Linked DNA regions of Gossypium hirsutum: region 1 is linked to region 2. A link is a contact called in public Hi-C data. All regions are on one chromosome and are shown on one strand. The core of a region is the stretch at or near the end of the contact, and the rest is flanking DNA. Distances in the headings are between cores, read along the strand shown. Region 1 holds the start of LOC107910605. Region 2 holds the start of LOC107918301 (Golgi apparatus membrane protein-like protein ECHIDNA).

Region 1 (6,981 bases), core at 3,585-6,084, 370 kb after region 2:
TGTGCTTATATCTCGTTTTAATATTTCTGGGATATTAATTCATGTTTAATGTGCTTAATTAGAGGAGCAAAAGTCTCTATTTAAGAGTAGATCTAGCATAATTGAGTGGAGTTGCATGTAATCCTAGAAATAGGACGACATAAATATACCGGATTAGAGTCAAATCTAATAGGGGAATTCATAGATCGAGTTAATGCGATAATATAAAAAGGGATTTTAATTAATCAACCTAGAGTCAGTTGCTCTTCCTCTCAAAAGAGATATTAGTATAATTTAAGGATTTCTACAGATCAAGTTACCAAGTGAATAAATCATTTAATTCAGATTCATAATAATAGATGAAGTCTAGGTGAATTCTTTCCTGGTTATTGTTTCTCTTATTGGTTATTATTCAGTTATTTTTCTAATTTATTTTCTGTTGAGTTCTTAGTTAAATTAGTTTAGTAATTTTAGTTTAAAACCTATCATTCCAAATTGTCGGCTAAATAATAGAAAAATTATAATTACTAATACTTTTAGTCATCGTGGATACGATATCTCTACTCACCATAGCAATACTATTTATCTATAGGTGCATTTACCTTTTTCGTATTTTTAGTTAGTCACATGAGACACATCAGTTGATATGTCATGATATTGTGTAATAAATTCTTTGATCTAGGGAAATTTGGAATGATGCTTAATGAATTCTATTCTTTGTGAGTTAAAAGATTTAGTTCAATTAGTTACATTGCACAATAGAATAGAGGCAGTCAAAATTTATGAAAAATTTTTAATTTTGAGTAAATGATGAATAAGTATGTAGATAAATGTGTAAATGCATGTGTTGAAATTTAACATTATTTTCATGGAAACAAGTAGAAAATGCTTTGATTTTGTATTCATTGAGATGTTAAGCAAAGACCTAAGACATTGTTTGTTTAGCCAAAAGTCTAAATGACTAACCTATAGGCTATGCATATCCCTAGTACCCTGATTTTGAGCCTTGATTGACCTTTTTTTGATGAACCTACATTTTTGAAACATTGAGCCTAAACTGAGTTAAGAATACAACCCTTCTTAGTTTTTGCTCTTAAAATGCACTATAGAATGAATATTAGGTCATGGATATTGAAGGTTAGGTAAAAACAACTTAATGGTTTTAAAAATGAATTTGAGTGAAAAGTGAAGAGATGGTTCGATACGTATATAGACTCTTACAAAAATATGCTTAGAATGAAAACTGTAAGTGAAAAAATCATTGTGAGAGTCAAAATCAAAACGAGTGAATAAAAAACACAGATAAAGATAAAAACATTGTGAGTGAAAAAAGCAAAAATTGTAGAATGTGCTTAAAATGATAAATCAATTTAAGAGCTTAAAATGAACTTTTTCATTGTCGTAATGCACAAGTGCTCTCTAAGTTGTATATACTCACTAATATCAAACCATGTCTTCCACATTGTTGAAGAGAAAAGGAGTGTGAGAAAATGAGAAATAAGACGGTGAGCTTAACAATCACATATGAGGGAAATGGGAACAATACCATGTGCTATATTTTTCTTATTACTTGAACCATTTTGAGCTGAGCTTGTTCTTTGAATTGATACCAACCTAAGTCTCAGAATATTACAAGCCAAAAAGCCCTATACGACCTTAATGTCCTTGTGTATAAAACCAAAACTTGCAGAACTTAATGAGAAATAAATAGTTTAAATTCCTTCATGTATAGATACACCTTATCTGTATGACTTATTTTATGGAATAATGTGAATAATGTTACTTTTTGGGGATTACCTCTATGTTTATTTACTCTATAAGTTAGTGAACTAAAGTAATTTGTTCCTAAAATTGTGAATTTATAATGCATCATTCTTAGGTTGTATGGTAGAATGATTAGCTATAATGTACATACCTATCAATTGGTTGTCAAGTCTCTTCATTGTTCAATATTCGTGTATTTTGCATGTGCTAGTGTTGTAAGTGTTTGCTTGAGGACAAGTAAAAACTTAACTGTGAGGAAGTTTGATCTGGCGTAATTTGATACGTCAAATTAGGCTCTCCATAACACTCAGGGAACTTATTCTCAAGCAATTTATGAGTCTTTTACATACTTTTTTTGATTTTTAGTATTTATCATTAATAATCATTATTGTTTAGTTTTTTTCCTTTTGAGACCCAAATTGGTAAAATGGTGTCATAGGAAACCTAATGGTGTGTTCGAGTTGGTGTAAGGAGAGACGATAAGGGCCCGACCTTGAGGAAAACAATATTCAACATGGGTGTCGTGACATTCACGTTATGGGAGTCGCGACACCGATTCTTTTACCTTGAGGATGCAAAACTTCAACAAGATATCAATCTGGTTGCGGACTGTTGACAGAGTTGCGACAATGAGGGTGTGGCGACGCGGCATCAAGCTCAAAGTCCCGACACCAAGCTTCCAAGTCACAATATCATAAGGTTGTTGAAGTGGAGAAATCATAGGCACCAATAGATATGTTGTAACACCAGCTAGTGGATGTTGTAACATCGAAAACCCCCAGAGCTACACTTGTGCCATTATTGAGGGTGTCACGACACTGAAGCCTAGATGTCGCGACACCATTGCCTGACGAGGTGAAAATTGTTGCAAGGGTAATATTTTGTCCAACACAAACCCAAGTCAACACACATTTTAAGGGTAATTTTGTCAAAGTTAAGGTTGAATTTCTCAGCTGTTTAAAGACTTTTTTTCTATCAACTAGAGGAGCCAACTTTTCTTTCATCTATTTAGCTTAGTTGTTAGTTTCTTCTCCATTTCTAGGTTTAGGTCATTTACTTTTTTTTAATTTAATTGGTGTGGTTAGTAGTTTAGTTAGTTTTTACTGTAGCCTTTTCATTTCCTTTGCAATTCAACACTTAAACTTTGTATTTGATTTTACTTCAAATCCTTCAATATATTTCAGTTATATTTATTTTTCAAAGCATAAAAAGCTTGAGTTTAGTTGTGTTTCCACCTCCATTGTTGTTGTCATCTTCATAATTGACCTTAATAATTAATATAATTTTATGTTATTATTTAAAATAAAAATAAATGATAATTCTTTATTTTTTTTTAAAAAATGTATTCATAAGCATTGCATACTTGTATTAAAAATTATTAATAGAAAAAGTAATTAATAATATTTTTATATTAAATTATAAAGTGACATTAATTTAATATAAAATTTTAATATTGTAATTATATATATATTTATTAATTATTAAAATCTATAAATTTAAAGTTTAATGATAATATAATAATATAGTATATAACTATTACCAAAACCGATTACCTAACCTGATATATTAAATTTGTATATTACTAATGCATAAAATAATAATATACATAACTATTACTAAAAATATTAATACATGTGACTAATATTAATACATAAAATAATAAAATGATATTGTAATGTTTAGTCATCGATGCATATATATAAACTATAAATATATGATATGATATGATATAGCTTTATATAATATACTAGGAAAGCTAACTTTCAAATGTATGAAAAGTATAGAGACTTAGAGCATATTTCAACAAGAATAATAATAAACAATAAGTAATATATAATGTACTACTATTATATATAACTATTATTATAATATAGATTATAATAAAAAATATAGTGTTACATGATATTGTAATGGTTAATCATTTATGCATATATATAAACTATTAATATATTATACACTATATGATATGATATAACATATATAATATAGTAAGAGAGCTAACTTTCAAATGTAGGAAAAGTATAGGGACTTAGAGCATATTCTAACCAATATAATAAACAACAATAATATATGATAATAATTAATATATTATGTACTACTCTACTATTATAGTATGTGATATAGTTTTATAATGAAATAATATATTTTATAAGTATTAATATATATTTATAACTATTATCATATTATAGATTATAATAAAATATATAACATCAATAGTTCTATGTAATTTAGTATATTAAAATACATGTTTATAACTACAACTAGCAATACATAAAATATTATTAAAAGTTTAATATATTAATAAATATTATTTTTATTAAATTAGATTTTGAATTAGACATTAACTTTTACAAATTGTATTTGGGTATTTTGGACTTGAGATTTGGGCTACAATTTTTTTTTTTTGAGTTTTGGCAATAATGAATATATTATTTGGGTTTGGACTTACTATACTATAATTTTGTTTTGAAATAAATATTTTAGAATATGAGTATTACGTAAATTTAATAAGAAAGATAAAAAAAAGTACTCAATTGTCAATATAATATAATCATGAACAATAAAATATATTTTCATTAATTCATATAATATCATAGAATAATCAATTTTACACACGATAAGTACTTTAATTATTTTATACAAAATAATTTTATTAAATATATATAATTTATGTTTTTATAAGGTAAATTTGAATTACATTGTCATCGTATAATAGTAAAATGAATTGTTACATTTGAAATTAAAATATTTATAACTTATAAAATTTAAAATTATTTGAATCCATCAAAACCGTCCAACTTGATCTGAGTTTGAATACGAAAAAATTTGAGTTCGAAAGAACCCGAATCAAAAAAAATTCGAACCCAAAACAATCTGAATCCGAATGGATCCAAATGCAAAAAAAAAAAGTTTGAATTGAAAATAAACTCAATCTAAACCTACTAGTTTGCGAAATGCATCAAATACTTTTTCTAAAAGAAAATCAGGCAACTCAATCGATTATCAACTTATATATATTTATATTTTCATTTGATTATGGTTAAACTCGCAAATCAAGGGGTAGTCTAATAATCAGAGTTCATTGCTTTTTAGTAAATGGAATTGCTTGTGCATTAAGTTTATATTGAACATAACTAATGAACCTTAGAGACTAGAAATAAAGGCATTTTAATTCATGCTACAAGGTTAGCAGCTGAAGTAATTTATTCCAAACTTTCAACCTAATCTTGCTTAAAATATTAATCTGCAGCAAGCAGACTCCCCCCTTGTCAAATTCAACAACTGTCCATTATATTTTAAAAACATTTTTGTGGTAAACATGTTTCCAAGACTCAAACCAGACAGTCAAAACTACCATTCTCCTACCAAAACCCGACAGCTAAATCTCCGCCTAAACCACTAAACAAATTTTCTACTCTCCCACATCTTAATGACACCGATGAAAGTCACTACATACCCTTCTTCCTCGAAGCTTTAACATCCCTCGTCTTTTCTTTTGCAGCAGACACTGGTCCAAAACACCCTCTGCCTGGGGTCTGGACCATGGCGCTAGTAGTCTATTGGTACGATTGCATTTGTTTCGGCATTGTGGCGGCTGCCTTCCTTGGGTCTTTATGGGTTTTATGGAGAAAAGAAGCTGCATCTAGATGCGAGGACGATAGCGTATACGAGAGTCTGCTAGCGGCTCAACAGGATGCCGATGGGTTCGTACATGCCACACCCACCGCTCACGTTGGCTCCAACCAGCTATGGACCAGTTGTTGGAAAGGGGTGCACCCTGGATGGCTAGTGTTGACTCGTTTTGTTTCGTTTGCAGCGTTGGCCGGATTCTTGTCGTGGGACATAGTCGATTGGGATGCTTCCATCTTCGTCTACTACACCGAGTAAGTATATACCTCCGGGCTCCATGTTTATAAGTGTGTGTTTCTTACAGTCCAATTGCATGGGCCAGATAATCTGAAACAACCAAATTGGGCCTATAAAATTCTAAGGTTACCAAGTCAACTTCCGTAACTTACAACTACCTATCATTGTTGTCTTTGATCACCAAAAGAGCATACAATCTTCCTTGTCTGAGACAGATCTGGGAAAACCCCGATCATTTTTCTCATATTCCCAACTTATTTACCCGTCCGAAATCTTCCTCTCCTTAATTCGAAATGTCGGATTCGAACGATGAAGGCTTGGGGTACTGGCTCAGGTGGCAAGTACCAGTGTGTGCATTAATCATCGTTTCCCCATCTGTCTTAGCTTCATATAGCATCAATAAAGTTAAAACAGACCCGTTATTTTTCAATCATTTTTGGAAGCCACAGTGGAGAAACTTAAATCCCTGTTGGCTTCTATGTTATAGAGCTTTTGCTTTTATATGCACGGCTCGGATACTGTGTGAGGTTATTGCCTCTGAGGGAGGAGCTTTTGCTTTCTATTTCTACACTCAGTAAGATCATCTCCAAACTTGCCTTCTTGTTCTTGCTTTTCCATTCTTTAATCTAAGAACACTAAATGATCACATATTTGCTTCTTCTTCTTCTTCTTCTTTTTATTTTTTTACATTAACGCTTTGAAGACTTTTCCTTCATTCTTAAGTTGTACATTTTTTACCAACAAGTTTTTTACTATTTTTCCTTCTTTCTTTTTTTTCTGAGAATGTAAAATACTAAAATTCCACAGCCTTTAGCTAATCTGGTGATGCAACAAATCTGCAGGTGGACATTTGCATTGGTTATGGTCTATTTTGGGGTATGTAAAGATTAAAATAAAATTGAACCCCGTTTCTCCTATTATCTTCTTTTCATGTATATGACCTTCTTAAAAATTAACATATAATATGCCCAATATGTAGCTGGGGACTGTCATTTCTGCTTATGGGTGTTGGGTGTGCTTAAATACTCCTCTGCCTGAAAATGGTGCAAGGGCTGAGTTTCTGAAAAGTGATGTGGAAGAGAGTAGAACTGAAAACTCTGTAACTTATAAGGAAAACAATGTGAGGGATAAAATCAGGTTGCAGAGTCAAAGGGCAGGATTTTGGGGATATCTTATGCAAACTATATATCAGGTCAGTCTTAAAGGCCTATAATATCAGGTCTGTCTTTCCCTGTAGGCAGCTAATTTACTCACTTTTGCTTCATCTGCAGACTTGTGCCGGAGCTGTCATCCTGACGGACATTGTATTTTGGTGCGTCATCGTCCCGTTTTTATCAAACTCGCACCTTGGCCTTAACACGGTGGGATTGA
Region 2 (7,454 bases), core at 2,931-5,430:
TTGGGCGTCCAGGGAATCTGATGAAGTGCCTGATAACTCGGGCAAGAGTCTCGGGTCAACTCGGACCGAACCGATCGTATCTGCGTAGGTGGTGGTGGTGGAGGAGGATTGTTGAGCCGAGTGGGATCCGGATGAAGAGCAGATTTGTTCGACCAGACGAGGGATCCAAACGTACCGCATGGCGTCCCTGAATTGCTTGCTGTTAACGTCGCATTTAAGCTGTTTCGCCTGTTTTTGGACTCTGGTTCTCCAATAGTTCTTTATCTCATTGTCTGTCCTTCCAGGCAAGTGTTGTGCAATTTTAGACCATCTTCATGATCAAAACCAGATCCAAGTTAGCACAAAAAACCCATTCATATATGAAAATTTAAGGAATGATGAAAGCAAAATTGGGGTTTTTAAGTAAAAAACACAAACCTGTTGCCCCATTGAGAATGGAGTTGAAGAATCAATAGCTGTTCTTGGAGACTAATGTTCCCACGTCTCACTTCCGGTCTCAAATAGTTCAGCCATCTTAATCTACAGCTTTTGCCGGTTCTTTTCAATCCTGGACCAATTCATTTCGTTTCATTTTCAGTATCACAAAAAAGAAATCATGTGCAGAAGAGATGCATAGAAGGCTTAAAATTCTTGGGTTTTATACCTGATAAGCGAGCAACTGAGTTCCAGCGACCTTCGCCATGGATATTAACATAAGCTTTAAGCGTGAAGTCTTCTTCTTCAGTCCATGGACCTTTCTTTACGTCCATATCTTCTTCACTTTGTGGGGTTTCAGATATGAAACCAGTCTCGTAAACATTCATTTCTGAGCTGAAAAGAAACAGGCTTTGTTTTTTTTCCGATGAAGAAACCAAAAAGGATAGAGAGGGATTTGATTTGTGACTTTGGGTTGATTCGAGCCAAGGGGATTCATTTATATAGGGGGAGTTTGGACTGACTACCAAAAAGAAAAACAATGATGTTTTTTTTATTTTTTATTTTTGATGAAGAAGAGAAACCAGGGGCATGTGTGTGTGATGAAAAAGTAGAAATTGCAACGACCCATTTGTGAATTTTCTATTTGGGGTTTGACTGTCTGACTTTTCCATGTCTTATGTTTTGGTCTCGTACACGCACAATTGGACAGAATGTTTGAATATGAACTATGAAGACCAAACACTATTCTACGGGGATAAAAAAGGTAGTTTCTTTCTTTTTCAAAACGAGGACAAGTTGTGTTGTTTTATTATTACATAGATCCAATATTTTCAACGTGTTCTGCTGTGGTTGCAACATGTGAAGATGATGAAAATGGTCAATCAAAATTTGTATTATTTGTGACCGACCATGTAATGCTATTTCTCCTCCTCCTTTGTGTCTAAAACTAGAAGTAGATCTTCTCTTTCTTGTGGGGTTTTAAACTACCATTTCATCAACAGTTAAAAGAGCATATGGCGCTGATAACATAAATTGATCCATTTTAAGATTTTATTTTGTTTAAACTCATGACCTTAGATTCATGCGCAATCAGGATACCATTTGAATTATGTGGTATTCTGGTTGCCCTTCAATCTTTAACCATCATCAATTCAAACTACTTTTCATGCACTCTTATTTTTAACTAGTTATGAATTTCCACTACATGTCAAGTGGTGATTCTCACTCGTCAACAATTTAGAGGTATTTGTAGAATTTTTTTAAGAGTCAAGGGACAAATTTTTAATTGTGTTGTTAGGTTTTAGATTCAAGAAAAAGAAAGAGAGTTTGGTGAGCAGAGGAAAGTCAATTTGGTAGCTGTTGCAGATTGTGACTCATAGATGTAATTTTCATTTTTCTTCTGCAAATGGTGTGCTCACAGAAATTGTTTTGGTTAAGAATATAGAATTATGTGAAGAAACCCAATTTAGCAATAATGTAGTGAGGAAGTTTGGTGTGATTAAAACAGATATAATCCCCACCAAGTCGATCAAATTTCTCTTTCAACTACATGTATCTGTTATACTGATTTATGTTGTAAAATTTATTACAATAAGTTTAGGAGAATACATATTTCTAATTCCTTTTCTTTTCTTTTTTTTTTATTCTATGATTAAAAACAAAAATACATTATGAATTCATTGTTTTTCAGTGCCTAGAAGTTAAAGAAACCTTGGCAATAAAATTTTGATAAAATCTGTTTGCAGCTCAGACAACTTACACCAAGCTAAATGCTGACTGTAGTGTAGATGAAAAACGAGAAGCAATGGTCCTAGAGGCAAACGCCTGAATCTTGTTCTTGGCATCTGAATTTATTATAAAGAGGAAAAAAGAAAATCTTGTAAGATAATAGAAATGATATAAACTGTAGCTGAGAATTGGCTTCACAGGTTTAGGTTAGATTAAGGTTAAGGGATTAAAGATCCCACCCATCCACTCAAAGCTAAATTTGTGTGGATTTCAAGTTAATTAGCATGAAGTCTAAGGTTCGATAACTTTATTTGAAAACCCTTCTTCCTTCCGATCCCATTTTGTATAAAAAAAATCAGCTCACCTTCAATCCAAATGAACAAATAAGCCAATAAAACCCAACTTTAACCAAACCCATGATTTGAGGTGATCTTAGTATCATTTTCTCTGTTTTAGGCTTGCATTTCTATTTACAAGTTTGCTCCAAGCCTGTTAGTATAAGATCTAAAGTTTGAACGGGCCGATGAAGCCACAGTTAGAGTGGTAAAGTTGTTGTTCGTTGGCATCATAGACCTGGGTTCGAGTCTTGGGTCACCTATACGCTCCTCTCCTTGGTTTGTAATGATCAAACCAAAAAAAAAAAAAAAAAAAGCCTTAGCTCAACCTAGTCTCTATGTGTATGAGCCAGTGAGAGCAAATTAATAACCTTAACCTCTACCCTACATACTCTTGGTCTCTTGGACTGGCAAAGCTGGGCAGACCCATTCATGCACTCAGGGCTGTTAGACAGCTAGAGATAACTATAGTTTATAATGGTTTGCATTCAAACAATAACACAAATTGTTGGATGGCATGTTGTAGCTTATTTCATTAACAAAAAACTTTGACTAGATATGCTTCAAGAGCCTTGCAAAATCCACCTAAACCAAGCTAATGACATGGACTGCCATGGTGTGTGATCTAAATATATCACCCTTTAGCTTTTTTTTCGACACGATTTATCGTCCTACAAGAATTACTATAAATCTGAAACGGCGGAATCTCATACCTTTACGACATTTGGTGAATCCGATGATATTGGCAATGGCAAGGCTCAAACAAACTCCCACAACTAGGAGATAATCAACTTCAAGTCTAACCAATGAAAATATCCCAAAGATGGTCCAAGCAACTGCCTGAATAGAAAAAAAAGGACGAGAAAGTAAGAAATGTTAAAACTTGAAAGCATATCAGAGTGAAAGCATTGCAAATTCATCAGCAAGTGACTTCCAATCCATTGTCGCAATAATTACTTACATTAAGATACAATGTCCACCAAAATAACCAAGAATCCTTTTGGTTAATACGAGCTAAGGACTGCATAGAGGGGGGGGGGTTAAAAACAATGTCAAACAATGGAATTTGCAAATGAAGAGATCGGGGTAACCAAAATGTAAAGGACAAACCTCGTGGTCAAGGCACTCAAATCTCCATATGCTCTCACCTTGCTCATTTATTTCATTCCACCACCTAAGCCCCACCAAGATACGGCCGCTAACATTCTTGACCACCCAAAAATCAAGTGCAGCAAGCACGACGGTGATCACAAAGATGATAACAAAACTATCCGCAAACAGCGTTGAAAGCATGTAAAATGCCAAAGCCGAGGCCTGTCCGAAAAGACACTATACATCAACCAGGGGGAAATGAAATCATGCAATTCTCGAAACCAGCACAAAATTATCACAGCAATCACCTTGAAGAGGACGTGAAAGAAGCATGTTTTGGGATTGGCATAGTTTTCTTCTACGGGCTGTCATGTAATAGATGAAAAACATATACGTAAATAACAAGAAACCCGAATCTAAAATGTTATGATCTGAGAAATTAGATGGCATGAAAGTCTTTTTAAGTTTGGGTTTAGGGGGGGAATTTTACCTGGCTTAGATCCATGAATGAGATGAATATTCAAATGTAAACTGTAATAGTCCTTTTCTTTTGTATGGATTATAGACAAATTCAGAGATTTTGATAGAACAAGTTTGTAGGGAAGGGGGGTGGGTCTGTGCTTTGGCTCATTTCGCTCCTATAAAATTTCCCTCGTTCTCGCACGAAACGTTGTTTATTTTTCAACAAAGTGGACCTTTGGGAGAGGGGGGGGGGGCACGGGGGTTTGAGACAGTCACTTTGTTCATTGGACTGAGTCGAGTAGCGATTTAGATAGCGCGAAATTGGTTCTGAATTGGGTCTAACTTTTTGGCACCAGATAAATGCAGGCCTGCCTATGTCCGTAAGGATGGGGCTTTTACTAATCAGCTTTGCATTAAATTATACAGAGTTCAGTTCAGGTATAAATCGAATCATAATCATAACAGTCTAACTTATAATTTGGGGCTTATTTTTCTTTTGTCAAATAACTTAATTATTTAGTGGAGGAGATCTTTGGTTTAATAATAATTTGGGTTTAATTATTTGTGAGTTTGGTCCTATTTATGCTATTGAGTTTGTCATATTGACATTTCGGTCCATATTTATTTCGTTGAATTGACAGTTGAGTTTTATAATTGAATTTGAGTGCAATTATTTGTAAATATTTGTATGATATGACTAGTGTAATTGGTGCACTTCAATTATTTGCACCAATTTTTATAAGCAGCGTTTTAAAAGTCACCTAGTAATTGAGATTGAGTGTATTTATTTATAATTACACATGTGCGGCATGTTTGAGTAATCATTATAATTAGTGGATCTCACAAAATTAAGTGTAATTGGAGCACCCTAATTACATTATACAATTCTTAGGAGTAGGTTGGTATGGTGAGTGATAATGTGCCCAATTGACATATTTATGGTGCTTAATTTTGATAAATTCTTAAATGAGGTGCTACTAATTTTGGGTTTATTATTTAATTTTTGATTAGGTGCAAAAACAAACCAAAAAATTCAATTGGGTTGTTGTAAAAGTTTTGGATAAAAAAAATTGATAGATAATGATCTATTTTGAAAACTTTTATCTTGAGATTTATTTGTAAAAAACATCTAATTTTTCATTAGAACAATATTTTGATTTTTTAGTATTTTATCTTTAGAATAATTTTTTGATTTTTTAGTATTTTATTTTTTTATCTTTAATATTAGATTAAATTAAAGAATTCAAATAGGATTAAGTACATATATGTGCATCGGAGGGTGCGCCCCTGTGCTTGGAATTTCCATTTGAACTGAAGTTTCAGTTCCTTTCTTTTTCATTTTTGTTCTTTATTCTTGTCCGCGCCATATTGTGTCAAGTCCCTTTCAATTTCTTTTTTTCCCTTTATTTTTAATTAATCTTTATTATACCTCTAATATAAATTTACTATCTTGATGTTATGAGTATGAAACATATGAAGTTAGTTGGTTAAGGTAGTTATCTAGTTGTTAGACTAGCTTGTTATTTATGGTATTTTTGGTATGTAAGCATGGCTACATTAAATAGCCAATGTGTGTTCATTTGTCCATCAAGTTCTTGAATAAAAAATTAAGTCTTTCTTCTTCATTGTTGCAGCAGGTTCAATATTTTTCAAAGCATGACACGATAAAACTTGGTGAGAATGATTTTCTTTTGTGGAAACATCAAATTCTTTTGATTCTTGAATGTTATGATCTTAAGGGATATGTTTTACGCACAATTAATGTTCCTTTACAATTTGTAGTTGGCAATGAGGGTCAGTTAGTTGAAAATCCATTGTTTCTTGTTCATAAGAAGAAATTTTTAGCTTATTGGATGTTATCTACGGTAACACATGATATTTTGGTGTATATCACAAAGGCTAGTACTAGTTTTGAAGTTTGGACGACTATTGAAAGAAGGTTTGGTGCGAAGTCAAGCATCAAGATTTCCAGTATGCATCATTCGTTATATTCTTTAAAGAAAGGCAATCTTATTGTTAAAGAATACTTGTTTAAGGTGAAAAGTATGTGTGATAATTTGATTGCAACCAGTAGTATGGTGACAAATCAGGAGTAAGTAAGCATAATTTTGGCAAGACTTTCGATGGATTACGAATCTATTCCTGTATTTGCGTCAGTAACTCCGATGTCACTTAATCTGATGACTGAAATGCTTCTTGATTGTGAAACAAGACAACTGGCATTACTTGCTGAGGTTTTTATGCAGGCTAATTTGGTATCTCACCAAAAACATGGGGAGCATCAAACAAAACAAACTGATTACTCCAGGAGTTAATACTCAGGAGTTCAAGCAAGGACATAGAAGAAATGAAAGAGGTTGGTCTCGTGGTAATGGTCGTGGTTGGTCTTGTTCTGGACCACAATGTCAGTTGTGTGGCAAGGTTAGTCATGTGCTCCAGACCTGTTACTACAGGTTTGATGAGAATTTTTCTGGTGTTGATCAAAGTTCTTCGATGTTGATCAACTATCATCACTTTGATGGACAAAGGTGTGCTACTCAAGTGCCTCATTGCTCGTTTAACATTGCTGTGAGTTGACTATTTCATCTTCCCAAACTCAATCTCAATCAATTCCAGTTAGTCTTGGATGCTCTTCTTCTACTAATATAGATCAGGCCTGGTATCCTGACTCAGGAGCAACTAATCATATTACTTTTGACGTGACTACTCTCATGAATGCTTCATCTTATACAGGTACAAGTAGAGTGTCTATGGGCAATGGTGAGTCAATATCTATTGCTAACATAGGGTCTTCTACTCTACTGGTTGGTCCTAGGGTTTTGCAACTCTGGAATGTGCTTCATGTACTAACTATTTGTAAGACTTGCTGTCAGTAGGTCAGTTTGCAAGATATAATGGAGTTTACTTTGAGTTTTATCTTTTTCTTTGTTTTGTGAAGGATATTCAGACAGGGAAAACTCTGTTAGTGGGTCGCATGCATGATGGACTCTATAGATTTGATTTTTCTCGTACAGCTTCCAATGTAGTTGCTGGTATGATTCTGGGACACGTATGTCACATCGAAGGTGGTGTGCAATGCTTAGCTAGAAAATCCTGTTGAGTTATGGCATCAAAGACTCGGTGACCCTTGAATTGGCACTCTTAGTCGTATTTTGTGCGATTGTAATGTTGTTTTTAGTGATAATAAATTGTCTCGTGTTTGTTCAGCTTGTCAACTAGGTAAAGCTCATAAGCTACCATTTGATTCTTCACAAACAATGTATTATTTTCCCTTTGAATTGACAATATCAGATGTTTGGGGATCAGTACAAACATGATCAGATGGTTTTCTTTATTATGTTTCATTTGTTGACATATATAGTAAATATACCTAGTTGTATTTTCTCAAGACTAAGTCTGAAGTTTCAAGTTGTTTATTCC

The links. A called contact is a pair of places that touch in the nucleus more often than the background predicts.
Region 1: a contact with region 2 is called in a Hi-C map of leaf, with 3 times the contacts expected there. The contact joins the promoter of LOC107910605 here to the promoter of LOC107918301 in region 2. A contact is called at or near these places in 2 of 34 Hi-C or Micro-C datasets (hypocotyl and leaf).

The regions. Positions count from the first base shown.
Region 1 is chrD08:47,506,181-47,513,161 of Gossypium_hirsutum_v2.1, forward strand. LOC107910605 reads left to right here and starts at 4,835. Exons shown (of 8, transcript XM_016838511.2): 1 at 4,835-5,627; 2 at 6,453-6,486; 3 at 6,590-6,802; 4 at 6,882-6,971. The coding sequence starts at 5,287.
Region 2 is chrD08:47,137,978-47,145,431 of Gossypium_hirsutum_v2.1, forward strand. LOC107918301 (Golgi apparatus membrane protein-like protein ECHIDNA) reads right to left here and starts at 4,181. Exons shown (of 6, transcript XM_016847831.2): 1 at 4,063-4,181; 2 at 3,881-3,937; 3 at 3,591-3,794; 4 at 3,442-3,501; 5 at 3,194-3,320; 6 at 1,895-2,261. The coding sequence starts at 4,077. The coding sequence ends at 2,173. It overlaps LOC107910654 (transcription factor MYB108), which reads right to left and starts at 949. Exons shown (of 3, transcript XM_016838594.2): 1 at 644-949; 2 at 418-547; 3 at 1-310. The coding sequence starts at 803.